Linked DNA regions of Mus musculus: region 1 is linked to region 2. A link is a contact called in public targeted proximity ligation data. All regions are on one chromosome and are shown on one strand. The core of a region is the stretch at or near the end of the contact, and the rest is flanking DNA. Distances in the headings are between cores, read along the strand shown.

Evidence for each region.
Region 1: a targeted proximity ligation map of extraembryonic endoderm stem cells shows a contact between it and region 2, with 2.2 times the contacts expected there. A contact is called at or near these places in 2 of 39 promoter capture datasets (hippocampal neurons and liver), 4 of 130 datasets of targeted methods (embryonic stem cells, extraembryonic endoderm stem cells and pancreatic cancer cells) and 1 of 9 other capture datasets (embryonic stem cells).

What each region holds. Positions count from the first base shown.
Region 1 is chr19:38,351,403-38,354,157 of GRCm38.p6, forward strand. It overlaps Gm33036 (a long non-coding RNA gene), which reads right to left. Exons shown (of 4, transcript XR_003952856.1): 4 at 837-1,394. Among named protein-coding and RNA genes, the nearest start is that of Gm32960, 4.1 kb to the left of the region's middle.
Region 2 is chr19:38,024,178-38,026,877 of GRCm38.p6, forward strand. It overlaps Myof (myoferlin), which reads right to left. Exons shown (of 54, transcript NM_001302140.1): 2 at 165-220. Among named protein-coding and RNA genes, the nearest start is that of Gm52396, 9.9 kb to the left of the region's middle.

The sequences.
Region 1 (2,755 bases), core at 204-2,703, 330 kb after region 2:
GTCTTACTATCAGCCCAGGCTAATCTAGAACGCTGTATGTAGCCCAGATTGGCCTTGAACTTGTGATCCTCTTGTGACTCAGCAACCTAAGCAACAGAATTTGAGGAATGTGCCATCATGCCTGGATTCTCTTCTTTTTGTTGTTTTTATTTGAGATGGGAATCTTATGACTGGCCTGGAGTTTACTATATAGTTCAGGCTGGCCTGGACAGTGTAACGGTCCTCTGGTATCAACCTGTTCAACGCTGGAAGTGGATACATAAGTCCCACACTGGCTTTTTCTTCCATCCTTCCTTCTTTCCTTCCTTCCTTCCTTTCTTTCTGTTTGTTTTTTTCAGGACAGGGTTTCTTCGTGTAGCCCCAGCTGTCCTGGAACTCACTCTGTAGACCAGGCTGGTGTCAGACTCAGAGATCTGCCTGCTTCTGTCTCCCAAGTGCTGGGATTAAAGATTTACACCACCACTTCCAGTCATACCTGGCTTCTTGTCCCTCACCTTACCTATCATGTAGCCTCGCCCTCTCTCCGGTATTCAATAGGCATTTACTACAAAGGTAAACTAGCACTGTTTATCTTTATTAGCTTCCACACCCTCTACTTTCTTCTGTAAAGCAATTTAGTGCTTTTTGAACCTGTGTCTCTGAACTTGAAGTCCTAAAGCAGGCACCTTCCCCCCCACCCCCATACACAAGCAGGCACACACACACACCTACACACACACACACACACACACCCCTAAAGTTCTTTCATCGCCACGGTGCTTGGATTAATGAACATTTCTGAGTCTACTCCTTGGCTTTACAGTAAAGAGACAAAGTCTCGTATCACTCACTAATCATGAGATAAACACAAATGCACTTTATACATTGTAAACATGATAAAAAAAATGTAAAGCTAAGATTACTGCTTACCACAGGGAGATGGAAACATACGACAAAGTATATATCAAAATAGAACTTTAACCTAACCCCTGCTCAGGGAACCAACCCCATCTACAGCAAATAGCTTTCGAAGTCAGCCTATCCTACAACCCCTGATGGATTAGTTACTAATTCCACAAGTGAGCTTCTATCAGAGCTCCTCTATCTGCTGCCCGGCTTGCTCAGCCCTTGATAGTGACTGACACTCCCCAATCCTCTCAGCTACCTGCTTTCAGTTCTGTACTGATAGAGGAAATCAAATGTGTGCCCCAGCCAATCACATAGGATGCCTTACTTCATGGTAGCCAACTAAAGCTTCTGCATGCCAACAGAATCCATGAGGGACAGGCCCTTTTTCACTCTTTAAAGTTTTCATAACTCCTTGCAGTCCCCACCAGAGCGCAGTAGTGGCAGCTGGCTCTCTTGGGTTAGCAGATCAAAAGAAATAGCTTTTGCTTTCCTTTTCTGTCTGCTGCCTGGAAACAACAAGAAAACAAGAAAAAGACTAAGCATCCATAGACCAGAAAACAGATTTGCTTTTACATAACTGCAGTCTTGAGCTTAAATTTGAAGAAGGCTGGTGTGAGCAATGGCTCATTTTGTGATAGATGCTGACACCTAGTGGCCACAATTGGTAGTTAAAAGTATAATATGTTGCCGGGCATGGTGGCACACGCCTTTAATCCCAGCACTCAGGAGGCAGAGGCAGGGGGATTTCTGAGTTCGAGGCCAGCTTAGTCTACAAAGTGAGTTCCAGGACAGCCATTGATACACAGAGAAACCCTGTCTCGAAAAAACAAACAAACAAACAAACAAAATAAAAACAACAAGAACAAAAGTATAAGATGTTTTAGCCCAAAATAAAGAAAAGCTGTGATCCCGATGGTGGAGGGCTGGGAGTGGGTGCGGATCACAGCGGGGGGTGGGGGTGGGGCGGGTAAGAACATAGTCCTCAGGGAATGGAGGCCTACGGATGAGGACAGAGCTAAGGAAGGGAATCATGGATGGCTCCTGGAATGCCATTGGAGTTGACCCCAAACTCTGCCTTGTTAGTTTTAAGACTCCTGTCGCAGGATTGCTTATCTTGTTGTCCAAGTGTTTTTGCCTTCATGTGCACAGTACATTTCCCAACCACAGGTGCTCGGCTTTCAAGTCACCCCAGAGGGAAATGTTCCTTAATCACCATCGTTAGTATTGCCAGCAGCTTCAGGGTGCCAACTTCGTACTTCTGGGCTAAGTGCTTTGTAAGTAAGTAGACAGACTGGAGTCAGACGACAGTACACAAAATCTTGTCATTCATAAGTTGTTAATTTTGAGTAAGTGGCTTCATTTCTTTGTCTTTAAGGTGGAGAGGGCCATCATGTCTTTTTTTGTTGTTGTTGTTTTTCGAGACAGGATTTCTCTGTGTAGCCCTGGCTGTCCTGGAACTCACTTTGTAGACCAGGCTGGCCTCGAACTCAGAGATCCACCTGCCTCTACCTCCAGAGTGCTGGGATTAAAGGCGTGCGCCACCACGCCCGGCTTCACAAGCATTTTTGAGAGAGTTTAGATAATCCACATATGTAAAGTGCTCAGAACAGTAGCTAGGGTACCCTAAATGCCAAACAATTACTAATGACATTACCTACATTTATCTTTACAACACTTTGAAGTAAATATTATATCTCTTATACTAGGCAAGAGTAAGAAACGTTTTCAGCTTTGGGCAACAGAAAAACATGACTAACAGTGGCTCCTGGTTTTGCTTCCTCTCTCAGATAATGAGCAAGCAAGGGGTCGAGGTAAGTGGCTGCTGGCACTGGGTCCTGGCTCAGAGATGTCAGAGCCAGCGCCTCAG
Region 2 (2,700 bases), core at 39-2,538:
TGTGGTGTGTGTGTGTGTGTTTATGGGGGGAGGGGTCAGTGTAAAGAAGCTACATGATTTCCCTTCAGTAGAATATTACACAGCCATGAAAATACTTTTGAGTTGAATGATATGAGTGCATGCTCGTCTATAATTGTAAGAAGAAACAGTATCGATAAAATCACCTCATTCCAGACAGGGTTGAGTTCATTATCAACTTTCTTTGTTTTCTTTTTCTCATCTGCAAATAAAAAAAGAAAAGCAAGAGATTCAATCAACTAGAAGTCACTAAAGATCTTGTACCATCCATTTGATTCCCCTAAAAGCCGTTTCTCAGAGCCTCCTATGCCACTCATTTACCCCTTTGTCTGCCAGCTGCGGGGGACACCTGAGTCAGGTTTACAAAGGGAATACCATTTGGGTTCTCAAAACATTTCCTCCACCTCGAGATCTACAAGGGATAAGAATCCACCATCATGGTCGTGCTGTTCAGTTCCCCTCTCTCTCCCACAGGCTTCCAACTGGCATCTCTATCTTGCTGCTGAAAGAATTCAAGGGGACTGACCTTTGAGAGTCTGGGGTAGCCATTTTACAGATGTGTACACTGAGGGTACAACATGGGCAAATCGCTCACACGTGGCCTGATGGAAACCTGAGATTTCGACTCTGAAGCCCTCTTTGCTCCAAAGTTGGTAAGACAACACCACAGCTTAGCAGCTAAGCTGGGCTCCCTCTCAAAGCCTCATCCACACCCTCATCCAGAGAGGAGTTCTGCTAGCACCAGTGGAGAACGTGGGGGTTCCCTGCACTCCTGGACCATCTTGTGAGACCTAAGGTCTTTTTTCTCTGTGTCTGAGCCTGGACAGTCCATCTACCTAGAGGAGAAGATAGATGAGTGCAGCCAGTGCCCATGGCTTTCCTTCAGGTCCCTGTCCCTATCCTCCAATGGATACCAAAATAAGAGCTTGCCTCTGACGACTGTATGCATTGAAAGCACCACCTCATCCCTCGTCAGCAGTGTAATTTTTATTATTACTATTGTCACCTCCCCTTTACAGCCAAGGTGAATGGGGTTAAACGACGTAGTCAAAATCACCCAGTCAATGAGTGGAGGGGCTCCGGTGACAGTGCAGGCAGGGGCACATTGGCAGCCACACTTTGAGCCATGCCTGACCACTGCTCTGCTGCTGAGGAATGTGGGAGGTGGTGGGTTTTGTTCAACTGCTTGCCACATCTCTTCTTCTCCCAGAACACAGTCTGCTTGGGGGAGGACGGGGGGGGGGGGGGGGGGGGAGGAGAGACGGACGACTAACTACCTCATTCTTCCAAGACCTCAGCATAGCAACACTGTGAGTCATGACCCTCACTCTGCTAAGCATTAACTTTTCCACTGGAGTGGGCATCACATGATCCAGCTGGCTTTCTTTTGTAAGCTTCCCTCCTAGGGGAAGAGAAATAATGGGAGAAGTAACCGGCCGGCTCAGGCTAAGCCACCTCATAGCCATGGTCTTCTAAGGGAGATCTTTCACAAACTTTATGAATGCCTTCAATCCTCCACATAACAAATATTTTTAAAACTACCACGTGCCAGGCATGACACGTGAGAGAGCTGAACACTGAGAGAGATACATGATCACTTGCCTGTAAGAGCTCTTGGTCCTCAAGTGGTCTAGTGAGGGTGTGTCAAGAGGTACTTAACTAGAAAAGGGTGATTTTAGTTGCCATTGGAGGAATACAGAACATGCAAATTCGGGGGGAGGGGAAGAAAGGTGATGTCAAGTTTGGGTACTGGAAAAGACCTCACAGAGGAAGAAGAGGCAAAGTCAAGGTTGATTGACAAGGTGGAATTGAAGGACTGCTCTCTTGAAGAAGTGGCAAGGCCAGCTAGGGGGTGGGCATCAGTCACAGCACAGTTGCCTGGAGGCAAAGGGCCAAGAAAGGAGGTAAAAACTGTGTGGGACGGCTATGGCTAGACATGATGCAAAGCCTTGGATTCCACGCTAACCTTCATCTGGCTGGTACAAGCCAATGAAGGAACTAAGGTGTTAGAAGCCAGCCTGAAAGACTTTTCAGAAGTTAGTAATCTGCCAAGGAAAACCAAGCTACCCCAAAACATCGAACGTATGCTGCTGAGCACGTGACCAGGGCAGATGCTGAGAACAAAGGATGCCTGTGAAGCAGAACAGAAGGCCGGTGGCTGACCACAGCCCAGGTGGAGGCATTCACCTGGAACTTCAGTAGATTCCAGGCTGCTCACATGACACACATGCTGAAGGCGTCACCTTGGGGTGGGAGACAGGCTCCGTGAGAGCCAGGCATCGCTGGGCTTTTATTGTGTCCTTTCATGAACTCTATCCAAGATCACAGAGCTAGGAAGACGCCCTCTAGCCAGGCATAGTCTGATTCAAAGACCTTATATGTAACCCAGGCCCTCTCCTAACTTCCCAGCAAACCAGGAAAAAGGAAAGAATGAGCGCCAGCTCCTCCCCTTCTGGAGAAACTCAGCTGATCTCTTCCAAGGCGGAGGTTCTGATTTGTATCAAAAGGTAAATACATTGTATTTTACCAAAATCCTACTCTCAAACATAAACACATCAGTCCAAAAAAAAAAAAGAAAGAAAAAGAAGAAAAATATTTTCTTATCAGTAGCCACAGGCAAATATTTATTCTATTCGGTATATTTTACCTGCTTTCTTCCTATCAAAGGTCAGAGTTGCAGGC